Linked DNA regions of Mus musculus: regions 2, 3, 4 and 5 are each linked to region 1. Evidence: chromatin contacts called from public HiChIP or PLAC-seq and promoter capture Hi-C data. All regions are on one chromosome and are shown on one strand. Each heading gives the region's core, a stretch centred on a gene start, on an enhancer-like site or on the middle of the called end of the contact. The rest is flanking DNA. Distances are from core to core; before and after follow the strand shown. Region 1 holds the start of Xpnpep1 (X-prolyl aminopeptidase (aminopeptidase P) 1, soluble). Region 2 holds the start of Bbip1 (BBSome interacting protein 1). Region 3 holds the start of Rbm20 (RNA binding motif protein 20). Region 4 has its middle 21 kb from the start of Smc3. Region 5 has its middle 28 kb from the start of Dusp5.

Evidence for each region. HiChIP or PLAC-seq counts read pairs in DNA pulled down with a chosen protein or histone mark. Capture Hi-C pulls out chosen DNA fragments and counts their contacts.
Region 2: a promoter capture Hi-C map of adipose tissue shows a contact between it and region 1, with 3 times the contacts expected there. The contact joins the promoter of Bbip1 here to the promoter of Xpnpep1 in region 1. A contact is called at or near these places in 1 of 39 promoter capture datasets (pre-B cells), 1 of 484 Hi-C or Micro-C datasets (regulatory T cells), 3 of 115 datasets of contacts at active chromatin or transcription factors (bone marrow-derived macrophages and embryonic stem cells) and 2 of 9 other capture datasets (adipose tissue and liver).
Region 3: a contact with region 1 is called in an H3K27ac HiChIP or PLAC-seq map of embryonic stem cells, with 5 read pairs. The contact joins the promoter of Rbm20 here to the promoter of Xpnpep1 in region 1. A contact is called at or near these places in 2 of 39 promoter capture datasets (pre-B cells and stem cell-derived epiblast-like cells) and 1 of 115 datasets of contacts at active chromatin or transcription factors (embryonic stem cells).
Region 4: an H3K4me3 HiChIP or PLAC-seq map of bone marrow-derived macrophages shows a contact between it and region 1, with 5 times the contacts expected there. The contact joins the enhancer-like site here to the promoter of Xpnpep1 in region 1. A contact is called at or near these places in 1 of 39 promoter capture datasets (stem cell-derived epiblast-like cells), 5 of 115 datasets of contacts at active chromatin or transcription factors (bone marrow-derived macrophages, embryonic stem cells and pancreatic cancer cells) and 2 of 9 other capture datasets (embryonic stem cells and liver).
Region 5: a contact with region 1 is called in a FOXA1 HiChIP or PLAC-seq map of pancreatic cancer cells. The contact joins the enhancer-like site here to the promoter of Xpnpep1 in region 1. A contact is called at or near these places in 1 of 39 promoter capture datasets (stem cell-derived epiblast-like cells), 2 of 115 datasets of contacts at active chromatin or transcription factors (embryonic stem cells and pancreatic cancer cells) and 1 of 9 other capture datasets (adipose tissue).

Annotation. Positions count from the first base shown.
Region 1 is chr19:53,037,259-53,039,891 of GRCm38.p6, reverse strand. Xpnpep1 (X-prolyl aminopeptidase (aminopeptidase P) 1, soluble) reads left to right here and starts at 1,322. Exons shown (of 20, transcript NM_001374834.1): 1 at 1,322-1,378.
Region 2 is chr19:53,943,327-53,945,959 of GRCm38.p6, reverse strand. Bbip1 (BBSome interacting protein 1) reads left to right here and starts at 1,333. Exons shown (of 4, transcript NM_001195338.1): 1 at 1,333-1,804; 2 at 2,381-2,494. Shoc2 (Shoc2, leucine rich repeat scaffold protein) reads right to left here and starts at 1,084. Exons shown (of 9, transcript NM_019658.6): 1 at 947-1,084.
Region 3 is chr19:53,676,004-53,678,636 of GRCm38.p6, reverse strand. It overlaps Rbm20 (RNA binding motif protein 20), which reads right to left and starts at 1,331. Exons shown (of 14, transcript NM_001170847.1): 1 at 1,045-1,331. The coding sequence starts at 1,229.
Region 4 is chr19:53,577,806-53,580,438 of GRCm38.p6, reverse strand. No RefSeq gene overlaps it. Among named protein-coding and RNA genes, the nearest start is that of Smc3, 21 kb to the left of the region's middle. Within about 2 kb of position 1,333, at least 9 of the 459 cell types and tissues checked have an H3K27ac peak or open chromatin away from gene starts, as enhancers often do. A contact at or near this core is called in bone marrow-derived macrophages, where this site is marked.
Region 5 is chr19:53,556,151-53,558,783 of GRCm38.p6, reverse strand. No RefSeq gene overlaps it. Among named protein-coding and RNA genes, the nearest start is that of Dusp5, 28 kb to the right of the region's middle. Within about 2 kb of position 1,348, at least 89 of the 459 cell types and tissues checked have an H3K27ac peak or open chromatin away from gene starts, as enhancers often do. A contact at or near this core is called in embryonic stem cells and pancreatic cancer cells, where this site is marked.

The sequences.
Region 1 (2,633 bases), core at 73-2,572:
GATGGCTATAGTATGTGTGCAGGGTAGAGAGACTATCCTCAGAAGATGAACTCCGGTGAACAACAGTAGAAGCTGTGGGAAAGGGGCCCGGATGGGTCCAAGCGGTTTACAGCTTTAAGCAGGTTTCATCGAGGAGGTGACACTTGACGGGACTGTGAGTGTCAAAGATAGGGAAGGCCAGCTTAGGTGGAGTGAGGTGACCTGTGAGCTGTGATTAAGAAGAGTCACTCCAAATGAAATGGGGACTGCTTAGTTTCTTTTCCCGTCGTTGTGATAAAACATTCTGGCGAAAGGAATTTGAGGGGTAAAGGACTTCTTCGGCTTCCAGTTTCCGTTCATCTAGTCAGGGAGCCAGGCCTTACATCGGTAGTCAAGAGGCGAGAGTAATATATTCATGCTCGTCTTCAGCTCATTTCCATTGATTTTATACAGTCTAGAATCCTCTACCTAGGGAGTGGTTCTGCCCGTCTTAAATAACACAAGACAACCCTCCAGCCAGGCCCAGGGGCTTTTTCTCCCAGGCGATTCTAGAATGGTCAAGTGGACACCTCAGGGTAGGTTCGGTCTGGCTTCTATGCAGGCGTCACACAGGTGAGGTGGAAGTGATGCACCCCAGATAGGTGACGTGATGGAAGTGGGTGGGGCTACGGATCTACTTTGAAGCCAGGACCAAGCGGATCTTGGGCAGATGGGGCATGGACCGGGGAATAAGGCAGATATTACGTCAAGATTTTTGCCCTTAAAACATGGAATAGCCACCGACTGAGATGAAAAAGCCCTACGTGAAGAATGTTTTTGTTTGTACATAGGGTTAGGAGCTAGGTTTGGACGCTTTAACGCCCGATCGTTAGCCCAAGTGAGCAGTAAGTTTTGAAGCTGTTGGGAATAATCATTTGGAAGACATCTCTAAGGTCTCAGCAAGTTATATCCTGATCCAGTCAGTGTCTCCAGGACCCTAAAATAGGTTCTTGCAGAGCTGGCCACGACTCTCTCGTCTTAGCTGACCTAAAAGCTGGAACAAACCGGAGAAGCATGCAGCTTCCTTAGCTGGCAAAACGCCTGTCCTTCCTCTTAAATGGAGAGGAAGATCAGTGACGACTGACCGGCGCCTCTCCCAATTGGTTGCACAGAACACCACACCCTCTCCAAGCAACAGCCCAAAGGTTTTGGAATTCTGACACTCGGCCACGCCCACTCCGGTGAACGGGCGGGGTTTACAGCGGGGCGGAGCCTCTGCGTGAGCACGCCACAGAGGGGAGGAGTGGCCTGCCCGGTGCGCGCGCCTGGCCGTGGGTGATCAGCTGGTCTGCGCTCCCCTGACGTGGGCTGGGGCACGTCACCGCCGAATGGCAGCCTCCAGAAAGCCGCCGCGAGTAAGGTGAGGGGACTGTGCCGGCTGACCGGCATCCGGCGCCCGGCGCGCGAGCTGCACCCCCGGGAGGGTAGGGACGAGAGGGCGAGCAGCGACGGGCCCGCGGCCGTCCGGGGATGGCCTTGGCTAGCGGGGGTTGCCCCAGCGGGAACCGGGGAACGATCTGTGCAGCCCGGCAGGACTCAGCTCGCTTCCGGCGGGGCCCCCGGGCACCTCCGGGCGGCCGGAGCCGGTCCAGGGACCAGTGTGACCGAGGAACTGCCTCGCTGGTCCCGGGAAAGCGGTGATCCTTACCACCCCCGACCCTGAGGGGAGGCCCTGCTGTTGCAGGAAGTTGGTCCCTCTTGGATCCACCCCGGGTACCCAGAAGTGATTGTGCCCCTGCCCTTTTCCTTCCTCCACGGCGGCGATCTAAAGTTACAACCCTGATCATTCTGATGACTGCATTTTACCTCTTGATTCAAACTCCCAACAGAGACAGGCAGCCGTTGTGCCCTCCCCACCCAAATGGTCTCAGGGGCTGTATCAGGAAACAGATAGGCATAGCCTTCCGGAAAATCCTCCTGGAGCCTGCTCTGGGTTCTTCTTGGACACAGGAAGTGAGAAGACACTTCCCAGACTCATGTTGAACATGCTTTAGTGTATCCCTTCTGCACCCGAACCAGGCACACTTGGTTATTTAAAGTGGGAGATGCTAAGAACATAAAACCAGAATTAAAACTCTGAGGGGATGCACAGGGGCGTACCCATCCTCTCAGACCAGTTGAGTCTTGAAAGAACACATGAGGCACCGCAGCCCGACTTGTGAAATTCCGACCATATTATGCCTGTTTCTGTGAGTGGACAGATCTCAAGCCTACCTTGACCCAGACCTGGTCTTGTCACAGCGTGTTAAGTGTGACCAAGAAGTTTATATATGCACGATGGTGGGTGGTGTGGGTAATTGTCCATGTGGTTAGACCTTCCTGGACGTCTTCTGCTGGAAATAAAGTCAGGCAATTGGATAATGATGTAATGTCAAAGGTTCGGAGGCAGCTTGAGGACCACACCACAGTCGTTGCTGGATCCTGGATCCGTAGTCACAGTATTGGGGGTGGTCAGTGAACGTCAGATGGTAGGCTGAGAGGGAGGGTGCCTTCCGGAAGTGGTAGAATTTCAGTGCCATCCAGTGTACAGATGAGGACCCCTTTCAGTTTAGAAGGTCAAACTGAACTCCTTGAAGGAGGCAAATGGAGGCTGGTGGCTGTTAGTGAAGCCAAAG
Region 2 (2,633 bases), core at 84-2,583, 910 kb before region 1:
GGAAGAAAATCGAATCTCCCAAATGTAAAGGTGAGATGAGATGAAAAAAAAAAAAAAAAAAAAAAAAACACACCCCAAAAGCATCTTCTTTCCGATTCCCAAATAGACAAGCAATTCCACCTGTTTGTAAACCCCCCACTTGCACTGTTAACACAAACCTCTGCGGAGAGGGACGGGGGAGCGAGGGGAGAGGGAGAGAGAGAGAGAGGCGGGCGAATTACTGCTTTGGAGTCCTTATTCTTCTACCTAGGCATGGGGGAGGGGATGGTACAAAACAATGGATACCGAGGGGCTAGGGGGAAAATCTTTTTGCCCTGCAGCCTCCTGCGTTCCGAGCTGGGGGCGGGGAGTTACACTACTTTTCCTCCAGCCCTCAAAGCCGACACGGAGATTGCCACCAGGCGTGTTTAGCAGGGCGGTCTCTGCGGCCACAACTCCTTTCACTCGGCAACACACCCAACGCCGAACCCACCACTCGTCCCGCAGGGTCTGCGAGGAGGAGACCGCTCAGCGCCGAGGACTTTGGGGTGGAGGCGCAGAGACCCCACCCCACAGCCCTACGGCCGCGCCCGCCCTCCCGCCCGCCCGCCCGCCCGGCGCCAAGCGTCCTCGCGACCCGGGCAGCCCCGCAGTCCCGGCCGGGAGGCGCCGAGAGACCGGAGCAGCCGGAGCGCGACTGACTCGCCGCCCCGGGCCCGCGCCCGCGCCCCGGCGCTGTCCCGGCCGCCCGCTCCGCAGTAGGCCCGGCCCGGCGCTGTCAGGGGGCAGCCTGCCGCTCCCCGTGTCCCGCCCGCCGGCCCCGCGCGGGCAGCGGCTCCGAGGCTCCGGCGCCCCGGGCCGTGGCACCCCGGAAAGCGGCCGCGGCGCCTCCCAGGGCCCCGACCCCTCAGGCCTCGCCCCGGCTCCGGCGGCTCGCGCCTGTCAGGACGTGTGGGCCTCCCCTTACCGACGGCCGGCCGGGCCCCCCGACAGGCAGGAAAGCAGAGAACCGGCCCACGGGCGCTCCTGTGCCGCTCCCGCCCCAGGCTGCCGTCCGGAGCCCGGACTCCACCATCCCTGCTCACCTCCTTCCTCCTCCTCGTCCTCCGCTCCCCGAGCGACGCTCCCCTGCCACCGCCCCCCCGCCCCTCCCCCACTCGCCCCGCCCCTCCACACACTCTGGCTCCAATCGCCCCGCCCCAGCCCCCTTGAGCGAGCCTGGGCATTCGCTAGGGAGGAGGGATGGGCGGAGCCAGAGCAAAAGCAGTCACCCAATCAGAGGGAAACCTTGGCGCCAGCTTCCCTGTCCCCGCCCTTTTCCTTTCCTCCGCGGCAGTGCGCGGTCTCCCGCCCACTGGGCGCCGCTGGCTAGCTCCGCCACAGAGAAAAGCCTCCAGCCGGGTAGAGAAACGACTCCCAGTCGGAAGTTACGGTTGAAGCCCAGGCAGCCATAATTGATGATGGCAGGAGGCGTTTCCTGTCACCCGTTTGACGTACGTTTTTCCTGCTTTTGGTTCCCCGTTACCCCAGGCAACAGCAGAGCGGTCTGGAAAGGGATGCACCTGTAAGTATACTTACGGAGGATGTGCACACACACAGTCCACACTGGGCGAGTTAATTCGCGATCGGGAACTGCCGGTTTGCTTGCCAGACCCTTTACGGAGCCCCTGATCGCTTACCTAGAACTACAGTTTAGGGCTTCAAAACTCCCTCGCACCGGAAGTTGCGCTTGCACTTCCTAGTAGGGTCATGGCCAGGAGGTGGGAGTAGCCGGACCCCGCCTGCGCCCCAGGGGGTGCCTCCTCTCCCAGAGCTGACGAGTGAGGTAAGTGTCCCTGACGCCCTACAGCAGGGCCGGCCAGGCCGGATGAACCGCAGGGAGGGAGCTGGGAGAAGACTAAGCGGAGGCCCCGGGCCGCTTCCGCTGGCAGAGGGTTTCCTTTCCGGCTGGTGGGGCGGTGGCCAGCCTTCCCTCCGCCCCTCTGAGGTTCCCTGTAGGGCGAGGCAGCCGGATCGGCCGCCGGGCGAGGCCAGGCCCGCAGTCCCTAGGTCTGCACAGTGGGGCACGGTGCACGCCTCCTCGAGTTCCTGTCGAGTACAGTACTTTCACTCCCTGGCCTTTAGAAACTCCAAATTTTGGGAACCAAAGAAACCGGTTTCCACCCCAGCTATCAAAGAAAAAGATGACTTCCCTGAGCCAACCCGCAAAGCAAAACCTTCCCTTTCATCTTTGATTTTTCTTCCCTTTCTGTCCTGCCTCCCCTTTCTGAGCTCTATGTAAGCTTCAACTAGAAGTCTGGGTTAGGGTATATTGAAGTAGTTAGTCCTGGGTGTTTACGATTGTGAATATCCTTTTAAAGGACATTTTAAAAATATTTAAAATGCTTTATGTGTCTCCAAGACATTGTCTCATGTAGTTCCTTCTGTGGACGTTTGGAGTCAAGAAGTCAATCGTTCTGATAACTACAGATTGGATTCCTAAAGGTGCAAGAAAAAAAAAAAGAACAATTTTCAGGTAAATTGAAATATGCTTATACCTAACCAAACGAAAATTAAAGTACAAATCTACCTTCTCTACCTATGTTCCAGAAAAAAAAATGAAGTAATCCTGTTCTCCTGAGGTTTACTGTTGTAGTCAGCTGTCACCTTTTGTG
Region 3 (2,633 bases), core at 82-2,581, 640 kb before region 1:
TATTGATGGCAAATTTGAGTTTTCACTCTTTTCTATTAGATAACTCGCTTTTTAAAGCCATTCAGAGTTGACTACTATTTGCTTCCATTTCCTTTTCCATGTTTGCTTTTTTTTTCCTTAGTGCATCGTAGTGAGTTTACAGAATCCCCAAGATCAGAACAGCCAACAAAAAACCCCAGCTCCTCATGTGAGTTTTCCTGAGTTTACATGTTCCAATTAGACTTGTGGAAACACTCAAACTATTTTTCAGGACTTTGTCACAGGTGGACCAAGCCTGAAGCAAAATAAAGAGCCTTCGAACAATCCGACATTCTAGGCCTCAAACTGTCAAAACAATGCTTTTTAAGGAGCCGAGGGAGTAAAACACCAGCGGTTTACCTCTACGCTTCCCAGACGGGATAAGGGGCTTCCTGGGACCCCTGACCACCCCAGCTTACCAAACCAATGAAAAGAAGAACGGTGAGGTTCACCACGGTATCTAGGGGAAACCTTTTCTGCAGCTGAGAACTCCTTGCAAGGGCCATGTTGTAAACTGTTTGCGCGTTGTTTACAGGCCCTCAACTCCCTTTGTCCCAAATCTCTAGTTGACTCCACTAAAGGTAGTTTTGTTCTCAGTGGCGATTTATCACACACCCTTCACTAAGCGCTCACACTCACGCTTGACCCGTCATCGTCACCGTAATACATTCCAGTGGTCTCTAAGGATCAGAAGGATGAAAAAAATAGTCTCTGGGTCATTTCCCCCAACTTCGAGCTTATGAAGTTAAAACAGATCCAGTACCATCAGAAGAGAAAAGAGAACACATAAGAAAAGGCAAAAATTATGCCCCACCACCACCACCACCACACACTAATAACTTGACTGCGTTCTACCCAATATCACCAACAAGCCAGAATGACACCGACCCAGCTCAGAGCGCCAACAACACTTCAAACACAAGCGGGGCGGGCGAAGTTTAGCAAAGGATGGAAATGAAGCCACAAAAGAGGGCCCCTGGTGTGTGTCCCAGGCTCACCCCAGCCCCACTCCATTCTCCCTCTTACTTTTGGATGATCTGGGGCAGGCTGGCTTGAGGCTGAGGCGGTGGCGGTGGCGGCAGAGGCTGCATCCCTTGCTGGCCCTGGGGCACGGAGGGCCCCTGAACACCGGGCATAACGCAGGCATCTCTGTCGGGTTGCTCCGGACCGCTGGGATCCGCGTCCTGGCTCATGGCTACTGCCAGCACCATGCGCGGCGACACCGGCCCGGGCTCGCAGCGAAAGAGCGCGCGGGAGGGGCGGTCCCGGAACACAAGCGCTCACTGGCCGGGGTCCCTGTGCCCAGTCCCCTTGTCCTTCTCGGTGGCGTGGGGAGGAGACGAGAAGGGTGGGGAGGAGACAGTCCCCGCGGCGCCGCCTCCTCCACCTCCCGGCGCTCAAGCTGGAGAGGCTGCGGAGGGGGCGGGGGACAGGGACAGGAACAGGGGGCGTCCCCGGGGCCACGGAAGCCGCGAGACGCCCAGGAGCTGCTGCGCGCGGGGTGACCGGGACAACTGTGCCTGTCCACCCGAGGCACAGTGAGTAGCAGCCGCCACCCGCCACCGCGAGCCCTTCGGGGTGACCAGCCAGGCGCTCCTCAGCGCGACACCCTCGTGAGAGGGCGACACGCCGGCCCGCCCCGCAGCCGCCCTCCGCCGCCTTGTAGTTTCTTCCGGAGCTCACAGGCTGCCCGGCTCCGGCAGAGTCCCGAGGACATCGCCAGCGCGAAGTGCGCCCGGGGCTTGGCATCCTCCTGCGGCTGGAGCCCAGCCAGCGCCTCTGGAAGGACCCGACACTGTCACATCCTTCCCTAGGTGGGTGGGACTGCGATCTCGGGGCCCAGATGATCAGGCCCCGGAGCTCACCACGCTGGTAGTTCCAGCTGTCGCTTCGGGGGTCCCAAAGGCGACGGACAGGGTAGCAGTGGATTCATTTCTTTGAATTTTCCCACGAGAGCAAAAGAAAACCAGGCACACGTTTCTTTCATATTTATTGGCAGCGTCTCTGGAAATTTAAAGGATAAGGAAGAGAGTTCACCGACTCTGTTAATTGCCCGGAGCCCACCTGCGCCGGACACCCGTGTGCACCGGGGTGGCAGCTGTGCGACGCACTTGTGAGGCTCTGAGGGCGGAGCAGCTGGAGACGGCGACAGGGGACACCTGCTCCCGCAGACCCTCCTGCACCTGAGCACCGGCCGGGGAGTGGCCGCCTCGTGCTCTCTCGGACTGTGCTGTTCCGTGGTGTTCCAGACACGGACGCCCGCGGCCAAATTCCTCTCTCGTGCGTTATAAGCCAGAGGGCAGCGAGCTGATCCCACAGCCTGAAGTCCTGCCTGCCTGCTTCACACACCAGAAAATTCTAAAGATGTCTCAAAACCTGACAACTGCTTGAACTCTCTGAAAGATACTTTTTGTCCCTCCTGACTCTTGTGTCAATTTCCCCTTGAAACTGCCTACTCTGCCACCCTACCTTAGAGAGCTTCTCTCTCTCTCTCTCTCTCTCTCTCTCTCTCTCTCTCTCTCTCTCTCTCTCTCATTGCCAATTAGAGTTACGATTATTTGTATTAAACATCACACACATCATTCACAATTCACACAAGTCTGACAAACAAACAA
Region 4 (2,633 bases), core at 84-2,583, 540 kb before region 1:
GGGTCAGTGCCCGGATGTCTGGAGCCCAAAACGGGGTCTGGCCCAGAAGCTGTGTGGCTTCTGCCTGTCCCAGAAGCTGTTAGCTTCTGTAGTCCACACTCTCACCTGCACAGACCAGTCTCTGAGGGATCCGGGAACCAAGATGGCTCCCCCAGGTGCTCTGGCCACTGCTCACTTCTTATTTGAACAAAACAGAAACTGTTCTCACATACATCCCACCTTGCAGTGTCTCCTTGGAGTCCATTCTTCCTGGACTGGACAGTTTAAGCCAGTGTAAGAGTCGTTTACCCATTAAAGCCTCTGGCTGTTGGTATACACAATGCTCAGAAAAATCAGGCAAACACTATTTTAACTTGTGACTTTTCATTTAGTTATGAAATCAGAACACCAGAAAATGCAATTCTCTATATTAATTAAAAACATTGAGCAGACATGCACCAATGCAGACATTATTTTTCCTAGGGTTATGTTTTATTTTTTGTATATTTAGTTCTTTTGGTTTGTTTGTTTGTTTGTTTGTTTGTTTGTTTGAAACAGGGTTTCTCTGTGAAGGCCTGGATGGCCCAAAACTCACTCTGTAGACCAGGCTGTCCTGGGACTTGGCGATCCTCCTGCCTCTGCCTCCCAAGTCTAGGATTAAAGGCCTGGGTCATCACCACCCAGCTATGTTTGTTCTTGTTGGAGTGTACTTTTATCTCTTGAATCTTATTTTTGTTTTTTGCATGTTTTTGTTTCGATATCATGTGTGCATTAATTCATTTTGATTGTATAAATGAATTGCTTTGCACCCCCCACAAACAAACAAACCACCAAACAAAACACGGAGTTCCTCCTAGACTATCCGAAAAACATCATTCAGTTCACCTTATTTGTTTTGTTTGGTTGCTGGGATTTTTATTTTGTTCCAATATTGTTATTTTGTTTTGGGTTTTGGTTTTGTTTGTTTGTTTGTTTGTTTGTTTGTTTTAAGACAAGGCTCACTGTGTACAAACTCAGAAATTCACCTGCTTCTGCCTCTGTGCTAGAATTAAAGGTGTGCACCTGGCTGTGTGTTTTCTGAAACAGGCTCTCCCTAGGTAACCCAGACTAGCCTGGAACTTACTGTGTAGCTTCCAGCAAACCTCTTGCTTCCATGTCATAAATTCTGGGATTACAAAACCATTACACTCAACTTTTAACTGACTAGAATTTCATACTCAGTGAAGTCAGTAAGAAAACAACACAAAAGACAGGGACACAAGATGACATTTGTGGTCACCACCTGCTAGAAAGCAAATAGACTTAGGTGGTTCTTCGCATCATTTTCATCATTGCCACTAGAGGGCGCTTCAAAGCTACGAATCGGTGTGAGGAGCACAAAAATCAATCAGTGGCCATTATTTACTGAACATTCATGTCATCTGGTGCCGTACTAAGACTCAAGGCTTTATGGCTGGTAAGAGGGCTCAGTGGATAAAAGGTACTTAACACCAAGCCTGCTGGCCCACATGGACCTGTCCCTGCCAGAGTCATTATGCCTCCATGTGCAATCCCATGTATCTTTCCCCACCAAATAAATGAATAAAAGTACATACATAGATGCATACATACATACACATATGCATATATACATGCATGCATACACGCATACACGTGTAATACATACATGCATACACACATACATGTGTAATACATGCATGCATACACACATACATGTGTACATGCATGCATGCATATATACATTCAGACAGACAGACAGTGATAAAGACATTAAACCGTGACTGTGTACTTGTGGCTAAAATCCAAGATGGCAGTAGAAACTATGATGAATGTAAGTGAAAGACAGAACTTTGTACCATGTTGGTTGCCCAAAAATGGAAATGTAAACACTAAAAATAGTTAACATGGTAAATTTTGTGTTGCATCTACTTCATAACTTAAGAGACAGACACAGAGAGAGGGGGTGGGGGTGGGGAGATGAGTGACATCTTTGGTGTCCCATTCCAGAAGGCTGAAGTGGGCAGAACTCCTCCGTGGGCAGCTGAAGCTCACAGGTATGGAGACACGAGACAGCAGGGCACAGGTCATCATTTCAAAGGTGATCTGAGCTTTTACTTTCTATATATATCTCTATATCTCTGTATCTATATCTATATGCATGCATTTGTGTAACACTTTTATTACATTTTATTATTATGTGTGTAGATATGCATGTTCTATGACACTCATGGGGAGGTCAAAGGACAGGTTGCTTATGTAGAGGTCGGAGGGGTTGGCTTTCTTCCACCATGGAGTTTTGGGATTGAATTCAGATAGTCAGGTTTGGCAGCAAGAATACCTTCACTGGCTGAGCCATCTCCCTTACTCCCTTTCATGGGAGGTCACCACTACTAATCCTTTAATCACAGTACTCAGGAGACAAGACAGGCAAATCTATGTGAGTTCAAGGCTAGCCTCATCTTCATAGTGAAGATGCTATATAGCCATAGTGAGCCATGGCTATATAGTAAATCCCCCCATCTCAAAAAATTATAATCTCTCTGTCTGTCTGTCTGTCTGTCTGTCTGTCTGTCTGTCTGTCTCTGTCTCTCTCTGATGTGTGTATGTGTGTGCATGTGTGTGTGTGTGTGTGTGTGTGTGTGTGTGTGTGTGTG
Region 5 (2,633 bases), core at 99-2,598, 520 kb before region 1:
TAACTCCAGTTCCAGGGCATTCGAAGTTCTCTTCTGACAGTATGTATGACAGCACACTCACATACACGCCAGCAAAACATTCATGAATAATAATAACAATAACAACAACAGCAATAATAATAATAAATGCCAGCTTGATGGTGGTGTCACATGGCTTTAATCCTAGCATTTTGAGTCAGAGGTAGACAGATCTCTGTGAGTTCGAGCCCAGGTCTACAGAGCAAGTTCCAGGACAGCCAAGGCTACATAGAGAAACCCTGTCTAGAAAAAAACAAACAAACAAAAAAAAACCAAAACCCAGCTTCCAGTTCACTGTCCTTATTTAGTCGTTTTTCTTATAATTCCACGTAGAACAATCAATCCACTTTCGGGAGCCGTGGTACCCACTATAAAAGGAGGAAGATGGAGATTAGGGTCCCAGAGCCCTTTGAGTTTCTGACTCCTATGAATTTGGAAGGTGTGTATGGGAAAGACTGATACCCCAACTCCGACCCCAACTTGTTAGCATTCTGTCTAAACTCCATCTCACAGTCATCTGGCAACAGCCAGGTATGCTCCTCCCCACAGTTACCTGGCAACAGCGGGGGGTAGGCGACCCACTATAAAAGGCGCTGCCCCCCTCCTCTTTCCCTTGCTCTCATGCTCCCCCCTCTCTCCCCATTCCCTTCCCCCCTCTCTCTCCACGTGCTCATGGCCGACCTCTGTTTTTCTCCTCTACGCCCCCCACCCCTGCCTTTCTCTGCCTCCACTACCCTCTTAACTCTCCTCCCCACGCCCTAAATAAACTCTATTCTGTACTATACCGTGTGGCTGGTCCCACGGGGGGAAGAGTTGACTCCGCATGGGCCCGCTGAGACATCCCCTTCCCCATACCTCACCACACCCCTATAGAACATATCTTATATCGCTTTATCCTTTTATAAACACGCCACAACTCCCGTGCCCTCTCAACCATAGCCACCAGGACTTCTACTCTAGGAGCTACAGGGACAAGTCCACGTGGATTAGGAGGGGACTCCTTGAGAGTGCCTGCCTGGAGACTGGGGGTGCTAGGATGGGGGTGGAATGCTCCTTCCTGCAGCATCTGAACCCCGGGGCAAGGCTAGGGACGTCCCCTGCATGGAACCCAGGAGGAGCATGTGGCACAATCACCAGCCCGGGAATGCAGCTCAGGCAGTTCCCACGGGCTCCCTGCTCAGGGTGGGACCCCTTGCTTTGGCGGGGCCATTGGAATCACACCTGGCAAAATATTAATTACTGTTGCTTCCAAGGTCCCACCAGTCACAGCGGTGGCAGGCCCTGCCCAGGAAGTCCAAATAATCGGCATCGCTGGTATTTTAGTCACCCCTGTGGGGAGTTGGGTCACCTGACTCCACAGCTGCTCCTAGGCAGTCTCTGGCAGAACCACTTCCCGGAACCCTGCGGAAAGCAGGGGGCCTAGGCGGGGCGCGTTGGATTGGGGACGTGGAAGACTTGGGGGAAAACTTGCCATCTAGACGCCCCCTCTTTAATCCTAGCAGCCATACTTTATTTTACCAAAACAGGTTGAGAAATCTAAGAAAATTGCCCGAAGTCCCAAGCTGGCAAGAGACAAGGCTGGGACACTTTCCACTAATGGCAGGTAATTTCACAGGCCGGAAAAACCACTCCAGCCTAATCAGCGGTTGAGCATATTGAGAACGTGAGAAAGCAGTGGGCAGAAGAGTGGAATAGGGATGACACTAGACCTGTGTACACGCCCTCTTCTGGTGGCATGGAAAGGACCCCTGGAAGAGAGAGGGTGGGGGAAGAAGGGAAAGGAGGTGGGGAGGGTCACCTTACATTCCCCTCCTACCCTCTCTGAATTGTGGGAATTGAAGCAGACAGCTTCCCCAAAGCCCATTGAGATAAACTTCATTAGCAGCGTTAAAATGTCAATGAGTTAACCATTAGCATTCCAAATAATAATTCCAGATTCCGAAGTGGTTTTTGTTAAAGGATGTTCATAATTTATAAACACACGCCACTCTGTGAGCCTCCTAAATCCAGCTGTTAAGAAGGGTGATTGTCGGGCTGGTGAGATGGCTCAGTGGGTAAGAGCACCCGACTGCTCTTCCGAAGGTACGGAGTTCAAATCCCCGCAACCACATGGTGGCTCACAACCATCTGTAACAAGATCTGATGCCCTCTTCTGGAGTGTCTGAAGACAGCTACAGTGTACTTACATATAATAAATAAATCTTTAAAAAAAAAAAAAAAAAAAAAAGAAGGGTGATTGTCGATTGTTAATAACAGCACAAGGTAGGGCACACAGCTATGTACACAGACCCTAACAGCTGTTCACAGGAACTTAAAAGAAAGGGGAGAGAATGAGGGAGGAGGGGAAGGAGGAGGAGAGAGAAGAGGGGAGGGGGGAAGGTGAGAGGGAGGAGGAATCAAGGAAGGGCTACATCTAATGCATAGAAACCAGACTGACTGGAAACATTCAATACTGACAGTGGGTGTCTGTGGGTAGAAATTGTTTTTTTTTTTGTTTTTTTCTTTTTTTCCTTTCGTTTTCTGGGACAGGATTTCTCTGTGCAGCCCTGACAGTTCTGGAACACTCTCTGTAGACTAGCTCCTTGAGTGCTAGGCTGGTATCAAAGGCAGGCACT